3 separate regions of the Mus musculus genome follow, and all the other regions are linked to region 3. Evidence: chromatin contacts called from public ChIA-PET and promoter capture Hi-C data. All regions are on one chromosome and are shown on one strand. The core of a region is the stretch at or near the end of the contact, and the rest is flanking DNA. Distances in the headings are between cores, read along the strand shown. Region 1 overlaps Rasa1 (RAS p21 protein activator 1). Region 2 has its middle 220 kb from the start of Rasa1. Region 3 holds the start of Cox7c (cytochrome c oxidase subunit 7C).

Region 1 (3,448 bases), core at 734-3,233, 770 kb after region 3:
AATGCAGAGAGAGAAAGGAGCCAGTTTTTCAAGGAGAGTTTTACAGAGGTTGGTTGAAGAGAGAGTAAACTAGACTTAGGTGAAGACAGAATGAGCCAGGAAATGAGAAGAAGGCAGAAGATTAGAACATATTACTACAGTTAATATGAGGCCAAGCAAAGTAATTCATTCAGTGGCTAAGAAAGAAGCCAGGTCAGTCAGCTTGGAGAGGTGTTTGAACCAGAACAGCAGAGTTGAACTAGCCCAACAGAGTTCAGAAAGAATAAGACAGGGTGAGGTTATTCAGCATTAAGTCTCAGAGGCTAGAAATATTCTAGGCCTAAATAAGATTGTATGGAGGCTGGAAGCTTCCAGGACTAGGTCTAGGTTAGCAGATCAGGGAGACAACAATTATTATAGGAGAATAAAAGTTACATTTGCAACTTATGATATTTGTACTTATTCTTGATTATGAGAATCTAGAATGCTACTTGTACTTGACTCTTTTAAGCCTCCGGTAGTCTTCCTCTGAGTTTTCTAGTTGGATTTTGGGTTTTTCAGTTCCATCTTCATTTTAGCTTGAGCCTTCTTCATAGTTTATATCTTTATTGAGTTCTTTTCTAAGTCCTATCCTGTCTTTGTTACCCCCATCAATCTCCATGTGATTTCTTGAGCATAACTCAAGTGTTCATTTTCCTTAAGTTCTTCCTCTTAATTTCGGTGGGCTGTTTTTTAAATTAATTAATTCATTGTGTGTGTGAGTTTCTTCTTTAAGCTTCTTGAATTTTTTTTTTTTCTTTTGGATGAAGCTTGTGATTTTTCTAAAATTCTGTCTCTTGGATAATTCTCATTTGATTGACATTTCTACAGAAATGGTAGATTTTGGAGAGCGATACTGGCTTGAGATTTCATATTGTTCCTAATTTGGAGATGAGATCTGGACCACGTGAAGTTCCTTTATTAGTTCTAAGTTTGATATGGACAGAGCTGGTTAGGTCAGAAGAGAGGATGCTTGTGGGGATTGAGTCTGGTTGGTGAATTGTTTGGGTAGAATGAAGTTAGGTTGACAGGAGGCTGGGCTGGTGTGGTCTAATCTTAGACTGGTGGTAGATCTGGCTTGGTGGAGAGGTTGGATATGCATCAGAGTGGACTGTGAGTTGGGTAGGCAGGACCAGTCTTGGTGGGAGCCTAGAATTTGGTTTCTGAGCAGGCCTAGGTGGCCAGACTAAGGTGGGGCACTGGATGGGGACCTGGGAGCCAAATCTAGCAGGGTGCATGGATGGGCGGGGTCAGGGAGAACCTGCAAACAGAGGAGAAGGGTGTGCAGGGTTTGACTGTGCTGCAGTAGTAATATTTTATGTAACTAAAGTACAGCATCAAACCAAGAAACTAACATAATCCACTTACTCATGTTTCCTTAGCTATGTACATGTATATTTAGTCCTGTTCAGTTTTGTTACATGCGTAGGTATATGTAATTATCACCACACTAGAAGTAGAGAATAGTTTTGTCATCACCAGGCTGCTTGTGATGTTCTTGTGTGACTAACCTTTCCCTCCTTCTCATACTTTTCCATAACCTCTGGCAACTACTTAACTGCTTTTCATTTTTTCATTTAAAGGAGGCTATATAAATGGAACCCTAGTATGTTTAACATTGACATTTGTCTCTCAGGAAAATGCTGTCCAGCTTCAACAATGCTGTTGAATATACCAATATTTTGTTTTTTTTCATTGCCAATTAGTATTGTGGTATTTACAAAAGGTACAAATGTAACAATGTAACCATTCAGTCACTGGTGAACATTTGCCTCCTTTTAGTTTAGGCTACTATGAAAAAATGCTGCTGTAAGCCAAAATTTCTTGTTATATTAAATAAATGTCCATGAATACAGTTTCTGCATTCTGTGGTAAGTGCATGTTTGCTTTCTGTAAGAAGCTGCCCTCTGTTTTCTAGCATGTCTACATCCCTTCTTTGTGTGTCCTATTGTATCACACTCTGCCTTATTCCCTTGCTACAGGGAGTCCCACTGAACCTGGAGCTAGTCTGTCCACCAGCAAGTCCCAGCAGTCCTTCTCTCTTTGCCAGTCACAGCACAGTGGGTTATAGATGCTCACAGCCATGCCTGACTGTTGGTGTGATTTATGGGATCTGAACTAAAGTCTTCTTGCTACCTATCTCTTTAGCCTCTTGCTTTATCTCTTGCTAATCTATCTCTTTAGCCTCTGCTTTATTGTTTTTTTAATCCCACCAGCAATACACAAATGATCCTGTTTCTCTCTATCTTCATCAGCATTTAGTATCACTCTGTTAATTTTAGACTTTGTGATAAATGTTCATGATAACTCATTAGGGTTTCAATTAACTGTTTCCTAATGACTAACAGTGTTAAATATTTTCAGGAGCTTATTTGCTACCTATATATTCTCTCTAGTGAAATATCTTTGTCCCATTTCTAGTGGTTTTTTATTTCTAGTACTGTTACTTAAAACAAAAACTCAATTTTTAAATTACATTTTTACTTTCAGGTGTGAGTACATTTAGGTCCCATGTTGCACAAGGAAAATTCAGAAGACAACCGGTGGGAGTTGGTTCTCTCTTCACTGTGTAGGTCGTAGGTGTCAAAATCAGATTGTCAGGTTTGGTAGCAGGTGCCTTTACCTACTGAGCCACCTTGATTGCCATTTAAAAAAATTCTCTTTTAGGCTTAGAATTTTTTTTGTTAAGTTTCAATATATATATATATATAAACATTTTTTTCCCAAAATTTTAGTTACTTGCTTTTTGTGTATATGCTTCACAAAGATTTTCTTTCAGCCTGTAGGTTGTCTTTGCCTCTTCTTGATGGGTTCTCTTTTAGAACAAGCACTTTCTTTGCTAGCATCGGACAAGTCAGGCTTTTTATAGAAGGTGCTTGTAATGTTAAGTCTAAGAGTTTATGCTTAGAATAAGTCACATAGATTTGTTATGTAAATTTTGAAGATAATGGCAGCATTCTTGTAACACTTAGTGACTGAATAATTCTGATCTCATAATATGGAGAAGACATTTTCTTTCTTGCATTTTTTGGAAGTTTATGAAGTACTTCTATTGATTGATTTTTAGATATTTGGTAAAATTCATCAGTGACACTATCTGGCTCTGGATTTTTAAAAAAAGTTTGGAATTAGGAATTTAATATGAATGTAAACTATCATCTTATTTTTGTTGCATGATTTTTGATGCATTTATATTCTATTTGGTTTAGTTTATGAATATATAATTATACAATTCTCTAATTCCTGTGTGTGAGTATGTATATATGAATGGATGAATATAGGCTTGTGTGTGTGTGTGTTTGTGTGTGTGCAGTGGAATCCAGACAACAATCTTATATACTTTCTTAGGAACAGTTTATTTTGTTTTTTGAGACAGTGTCTCTTTCTGGCTTGGGACTCTACAAGTAGCTTAGGGTGGCTGGCCAGCCAA
Region 2 (3,236 bases), core at 558-3,057, 540 kb after region 3:
ATGGTGAGATGGCCATGAAAATTTCTTATATAGGTCAGGCAGTCCCAGGTCTGTTGCATGGCTAAGCAGCGTGGTCCTGATAATCAGGGAGATCACTATAGTTTTTATGGTACCAGGATAGGAGGTTTGAGGAAGCTATGCTGGACAGGTGTGGGGAAAGATAACTCACACATATTAAACAGAAGTGTAAGTGCAAAATTCAGGTTTGTTGAAATAAGGATCTGACCAGTAGTGGAAACTAGAAAAGGAAAAGAAAGAGTGAACTTACAAAACATGGATAAAGGAGAGTCCTGAGAGACTAGATAGACAAGGGACCATAATGATGGGATTAAGAGGGGCCCTATGACAACCTAACTTGTGGCAACAGCAAAGATGTGGTTCTCAATAGTGATCTAAACTTTCAGCCCTGAAAGCTCTGGAAATGTGGGGACAAAGTCAACTGGACCGTCAACCTTTGCAGCAATAGTGAAAGAAGCCCAATCTTCAGGTTGTGCCCTGGCAGCATCTCACAGTCCAAAGCAGAATTGGATGATCCCAGGCAAAGATATACACGTTCATCCCTAGAGCCAGGAAGCAAGGCAGGCCCCACAATCAAAACCCAAGCTTAAACCAACGCATACCATAGACTGCGTCTCCAGGTATGGACAATGGGGATTAGAACAGAGGCCCTGGCTGAGAACACTCTAGGGGTTTGAAGGGCTTTCTCTTTCCCTTCCCAGGTTTGACACCTCTTGCTTGGTTTGTCTTGATTTTCATCTCTATTGTGTGTCCTCAGATCCACTGAATTAGAGATGACCTGGTCCTCGGTCATCTCAGCCAGCTCCTGAGAATAGGAACTAGCTCCCAAACACTTAACAGAAAGCAGAAGCTATTGAAACCCCCCTGGAGACCCACAGCAAAGCCACCCCTTGTAGGTGAAGTCACATCAGCCTCCAGTTTCCTATTTCAAGAACCACATTTCCTGTCTTGGCCTTAGATAAGCTGTTTAAGCTGCAAGTGGGGGTGGGGTGGGGGGTGGGGTTGTTCCAGCCTTTGAAATGTGTCACAGCTGCCGCTGCCTTCGGTGACTTTCTGTGCATCTTGACATCTTAAGGAACTTTGAAAACTGTGATACTTGATGACAGTCACCTTCAAGTGGGCCCAGAGTACTCACTTACTCTCTGTCTCTTGGTTGGCATTCTGCTGCCGCTAAGGGTCTTAGAGTTTCCACTTCCTCCTTTGAATCGTTCTGTTCTCTTCACAAATAAAAGTTGCTTCTCATTCTTCACCCTTCTGCCCACTCCATTCTTGGAGGGAGGCAGCATGAGACCAGAGATAAGAAGCAACATCTCAACAAGAAAACATCAAACAGGACTCCAGGAATCCCTTCCACAGGGAGGTCTAGACAACACTTCTGGGAAACCTTAGAGACACGAAAAATGGAAAAGCTGAAATACTTTTTATATTGGCTATAATTCAAAGCAGTGATTATTGACACCCAATTCTAACTTTTACACCCATTAAATAAGAAATATTATCTTTCTTCTAGGGAGGTTTTTATGTAACTTAACCAAAAATGAAATACAAAGATAAATAAAATTAAATATTAACTAAATACAGAAACTAATAAGCTAAATGGTATTTTTTTTAATCACTCACTGACAGAATTGAAAATAAAGAAATAACAGGAAGTGAGGGCAGTGGGTTAAAATGTCACAAAGAGAAAGCAGGATGCTGAATCTTTAATTATGGGGTGAGTATTATGTGTGGGTTGGGGGTGGTGGTGTGAAGTCAGCTGTAGCCAGAATGCTGAGCTACTGAAGAGGCGGTGGAGCAAACAGCTGCACAGGATATCAAGGAGGAGAGGAAGCCTGTCTATAAGGTAGATGGTAGCACACAAGCCCAGAGACACTAGACAGTAAGTGAAGCAGAGGCAGCCTAAGGCCCTTTCCCCTGCTTCCTAACATAAACATCACTCATTTATTTTTTCCAAGTGTTTGCCAGCCATGTCCTCCAAGGCACAGAGCCCTCATCAGCACTTTCTGTTCTCTTTTTAAAAAAATAATGTCTCTTAACTCTTCTTGGAAAATGCCATGTGTTTGTGTTGCTAAAGACCATTTTACAATTGGAACACTCTTTTAAAAAAAATTGAAAACAGGTACAAGTGTGCTTTTTCGGCTTTGCAGCTCAGGAAGGCCAGATCACAGGCCATTAATAGTAAAACAAATTGAAGCCACTGTACAAACCAGCACAGTAATTTCATAGACTGTCGAACGAATAAGCATTAAGTACTGGAGCAAAGTTCTGCAGACCACCAGTGAAATTACAGAACAAGTACCTGAAACCTAACAGTAACTAGTGACCATGAACTTGCTCTCTACCAAAGTACACACTTTAACATTTAATATTATGCAACAAATCAAAATATAAAGGGTAAGAGCTGTTTGTATTTAATCATTATTTCAAAGACAAGAAAGTCAATTGCCCTGTGTTCAAATTGCCATAATTGTGAAATGGAGGTCATGTTATTATCCACCACAGTTACCTATTGATTAAGATACTACTTGTAAGTCACTTAGTACATTGACTGGGCCATAAAGGGTTGATTAAGTGTAGGATTGGGAGAAATTCCTCCTATCTCCTTAAGCAAGAACAAACAGCCTTCTTCCTACAATTACCAGCATTTCAGGTGGTTATTTGTGATAAGCCCTGTGATGACTTTTGTAAAGGCTTATCAGTTACTGGTAATGTCAGGCTATCAGTTTCATCTTTCATTCTCTTGGAATAAACATTTTTATGCATTATTGATACCAGTCATTTCCTAAAACGAGTGCTTTGGCTGCAATATAGTCCACAACTTAGCAGAACACTAGCCCAGTTCTAGGATCTGAGGAAGCCATGTTGTTTAACAGGATTTGATTCATTTACATGGAAAAAAACAAAAACAAAAATAAAAACAAAACAAAACACAACTATTCCTTTGAAGGGAAACTAACAAACAAAAATAATCTAAAATTAAAAGTGTTTGAAGAATGCAACCAAATTATGAAATTGTAATTCAATTTCACTATCTTGGTCAAAACAGCAGTTCACCTCTTTAGACTTTTTATAACAGTGTGAGATTTCAAATTATAGTATCTTAGCATCAAGGAATAGGTTTACTTCAATCATGCATCACCGAAACAAACTAGTACTTATTTTACTGAGGAATTTCGCATATATGGAAGTATAAGTAAGCCATACAACCTATCATTTAA
Region 3 (3,001 bases), core at 98-2,597:
AGTCCAAGAGAGTCATCTAGATTAGGTAAGGATGGCCTACACTTGTGATAGAATTTGCAACTATGTTTAACAGGCAGATTCATAAATATGTAGATGACAGATAGATGATAGATAGATAGATAGATAGATAGATAGATAGATAGATAGATAGACAAACCAACAGACTGACAGACTGAGAGCTAGATGACAGAATGTAGTCCTGTGATTTGCTTAACTCCTGTTACTTTCTGAGCCTTAGTAGCTTGAATGAAATATTTTTACACATCTCTTAGGATATAGTTTCAGCCAAATTTTATCATCAAATATGAACCATATTTAGACTAATCTTAATTTAACAAGTCTATGTGGTGTTCTTCTAAAAATTATAATTTTTAATTATAATATGATTACAGCATTTCTCCATTTCTCTTTTCTCCCTCCAACCCCTTTCATGTACCCTGCCTTGTGTTCTCTTTCAAATTCATGGTTTCTTCATTTCATCCGGTATTGTTACATACATAAGTAATATTATACAGACTGAAAAGGTTATATTTATATATTTAGAGATACACACAGTGACCCCCTTTTCAAACGATATTCTCACAAAAGGTGGGATGGGATAGGGAGTTTGGGGGGGGATTGGTAAAGGGAATAACATTTGAAATGCAAATAAAGAAATTATCCAATTTAAAAAAAAAACAATAATCTACGAGTGTCTAGTAGCCTTGGCTAATGTTGATGCTCCATGAAACTGTTATGTTCAGCAGGAATAAACCAATTCCTAATCCAGGGAATCTCCAGAAGTCAGAAGGTTCTTGTGTCTTCTCCAACCTAATCATGCTGCGCATAGGAGTTTCTATCTGTATGTCCTCTTATATCCAATTTCTATACCTTCAAAAAAACCAGGTCTTAGCACTTCAGTCCAGTTTTCACTACGGCATCCTTTGTGCTACATACTGTTTGATCAGTTGCTTGTGTTCCCTCAGACAGGACTATAATGCACATCTTTCAACCTTGGCAAAGAACCATAATCAAAATGACTGATATACTCACAAGAAAATAATTTTATTTCTTGTTCCATTAACTTGAACACACATGTTAAAGCAGCTTTAGTTTCTTCAATAAATTGTTTCTGGAAACAAATCCCAAGAATCCTAGATCTGAACTCATAGGACAGCTCAGGTCCCATTGAATCACTAAAGGTAAGTTATCACTTGGTGCTGGTGCGCGCTCATTCTAGAGCCAGACTACATTTCCCACAATCCATCGGAGCCGATATGGCGCCCGGTATTATCTAAACTACAAAGCCCACAAACCTCAGAGCCCGCCGGTTGAGTACGTTTCAGGAAGTTCCTGTTGTAACTCCCATCTTCCCTTTCGGTCTTCGCGCTCTGCCGAGCAAGGTCGTGTAGAAAGGGGAGTTAGGTGGTACGGCCATTTCTTCCGCCTTCCGTGTCTGCGGCCCTCGCAGAACTTCCAGCAGCGACATGTTGGGCCAGAGTATCCGGAGGTTCACGACCTCCGTGGTCCGTCGCAGCCACTATGAGGAGGGTCCGGGGAAGGTGAGTGAGGCTCGGCTGCCTAGGGGCAAGGTGACGCTCGGCGGCCGGCCTGGAGCGTGTGGGGAGGGAAGTGACTGTCCAGGAGCTCGGGGAGACACTCAGGCCCCTCAGTCCACACCCCGGGGAGAACTGGGAAGCACGGCGCCTAGCCGCTGCCTCCACGCCGCCTGTCAGCCGCAGAGCGAGGCCTGGAAGGTTCGGTGGGAGCTGGGCGGCGTCGGAGATTGAAGGTCATTGGAAACAAAAGAAGAGGGCCTGTGGCTGGTTATTAGCGCTTTAAACCAGCAAGCCACGTTTGAAGCGGCGATCCTCGGTTAGGCCCGGTTTAGCCCCCAGTGTAAGTAAACGGAGTACTTAGTGGTGACTGCCCCGGAATTGTTAGGTGAAGCCTGGTAAAGGGAAGAGAGAGGATGTGGAATAGGAAAAAGAGAAAATTGTACTGTGATTGATACTGAAAATTCGAATAACAACGGACGAGAATGATGTGTTTGTTTCTAAAAGTTACTACTTCGGAGAGTAATTTTTTTTTCAAATATTAAAACCAAAAAGACCCTTACACTTAATAGGGCCTACCAACTGGTATTCAGAAAACCTGCGTGTTAAATTAAAATGAAAATGTTCTGTCGAATGCAGCTGATTATAAAATACGTGGTTGCTCCCGACCCTTTTATTAGAGCAAGTTCAGATGCTTTGAACGAATGTTTTTTGCCGTGTTCTCTCTTTCTCAACAGAATTTGCCATTTTCAGTGGAAAACAAGTGGCGGTTGCTGGCTATGATGACCGTGTACTTTGGATCTGGGTTTGCCGCACCTTTCTTTATAGTAAGACACCAGCTACTTAAAAAATAAGGATATTTAATTCATCCCTTTAACAGGTAATTAGTAAGCTTCTAATTTTCCTAAAACAGTAATTTCTGTTCTATACCCTATACACTCTTCCACAACATGCAAGTAGATAGTTGTCTCCAGATTCCTTAAGGTTAAGTGTAAATGTCATATTGGTAGAGGCAATTTGGAAAACCTATTAAAAAAATAAAGTATTGATCAGTAAAGGTCAGTATTTTACAAGTACTCCTTGACCCCAATAATCTGAATATATATTATGCAACACACCTCTAAGATAAGTAGTATTAAAACCCCATTGAAGACACAGAGATAATTGATTGAGTTTCAATAGCTAGTAGCACTAGTGTAGGGTTCCTACAGAGGATAATCTTGTTCTATGAATCACACTTCATAAATCAGTGTTGTGTCTTCTACAGAAATAATTGAATCTTCAGCGACAAAAGTGCACTAAGGATAGCCAACCTTTGACATTACCAAATGGTATTGACATCTACAAAGTTGATGGGAAAGAAACCCTGAAATGTTCCAGTGTTCTTTTCATTTCTACCACTCCTAGTTATCTATTTTATGGTATTAAAGTTGGTATATCAGTTGGTCTGCTGAGGTTGAAAAACT

Evidence for each region. Promoter capture Hi-C pulls out the DNA fragments that hold promoters and counts their contacts. ChIA-PET counts read pairs in DNA pulled down with a chosen protein or histone mark.
Region 1: a contact with region 3 is called in an RNA polymerase II ChIA-PET map of memory CD8 T cells, with 6 times the contacts expected there. The contact joins the enhancer-like site here to the promoter of Cox7c in region 3. A contact is called at or near these places in 4 of 39 promoter capture datasets (3T3-L1-derived adipocytes, liver and pre-B cells), 8 of 484 Hi-C or Micro-C datasets (B cells, CD4 T cells, bone marrow-derived macrophages and 5 more), 1 of 115 datasets of contacts at active chromatin or transcription factors (memory CD8 T cells) and 2 of 9 other capture datasets (adipose tissue and liver).
Region 2: a promoter capture Hi-C map of pre-B cells shows a contact between it and region 3. The contact joins the enhancer-like site here to the promoter of Cox7c in region 3. A contact is called at or near these places in 2 of 39 promoter capture datasets (the C10 cell line and pre-B cells), 3 of 484 Hi-C or Micro-C datasets (CD8 T cells, the G1E-ER4 cell line and LSK cells), 3 of 115 datasets of contacts at active chromatin or transcription factors (double positive thymocytes, effector CD8 T cells and memory CD8 T cells) and 2 of 9 other capture datasets (liver and macrophages).

The regions. Positions count from the first base shown.
Region 1 is chr13:85,272,551-85,275,998 of GRCm38.p6, reverse strand. The region is part of intron 1 of Rasa1 (RAS p21 protein activator 1); the gene reads left to right. Among named protein-coding and RNA genes, the nearest start is that of Rasa1, 15 kb to the left of the region's middle. Within about 2 kb of position 1,983, at least 7 of the 459 cell types and tissues checked have an H3K27ac peak or open chromatin away from gene starts, as enhancers often do. A contact at or near this core is called in memory CD8 T cells, where this site is marked.
Region 2 is chr13:85,505,657-85,508,892 of GRCm38.p6, reverse strand. No RefSeq gene overlaps it. Among named protein-coding and RNA genes, the nearest start is that of Rasa1, 220 kb to the right of the region's middle. Within about 2 kb of position 1,807, at least 118 of the 459 cell types and tissues checked have an H3K27ac peak or open chromatin away from gene starts, as enhancers often do. A contact at or near this core is called in CD8 T cells, the G1E-ER4 cell line, LSK cells and 4 more, where this site is marked.
Region 3 is chr13:86,045,141-86,048,141 of GRCm38.p6, reverse strand. Cox7c (cytochrome c oxidase subunit 7C) reads left to right here and starts at 1,347. Exons shown (of 3, transcript NM_007749.3): 1 at 1,347-1,541; 2 at 2,273-2,415. The coding sequence starts at 1,467. The coding sequence ends at 2,389.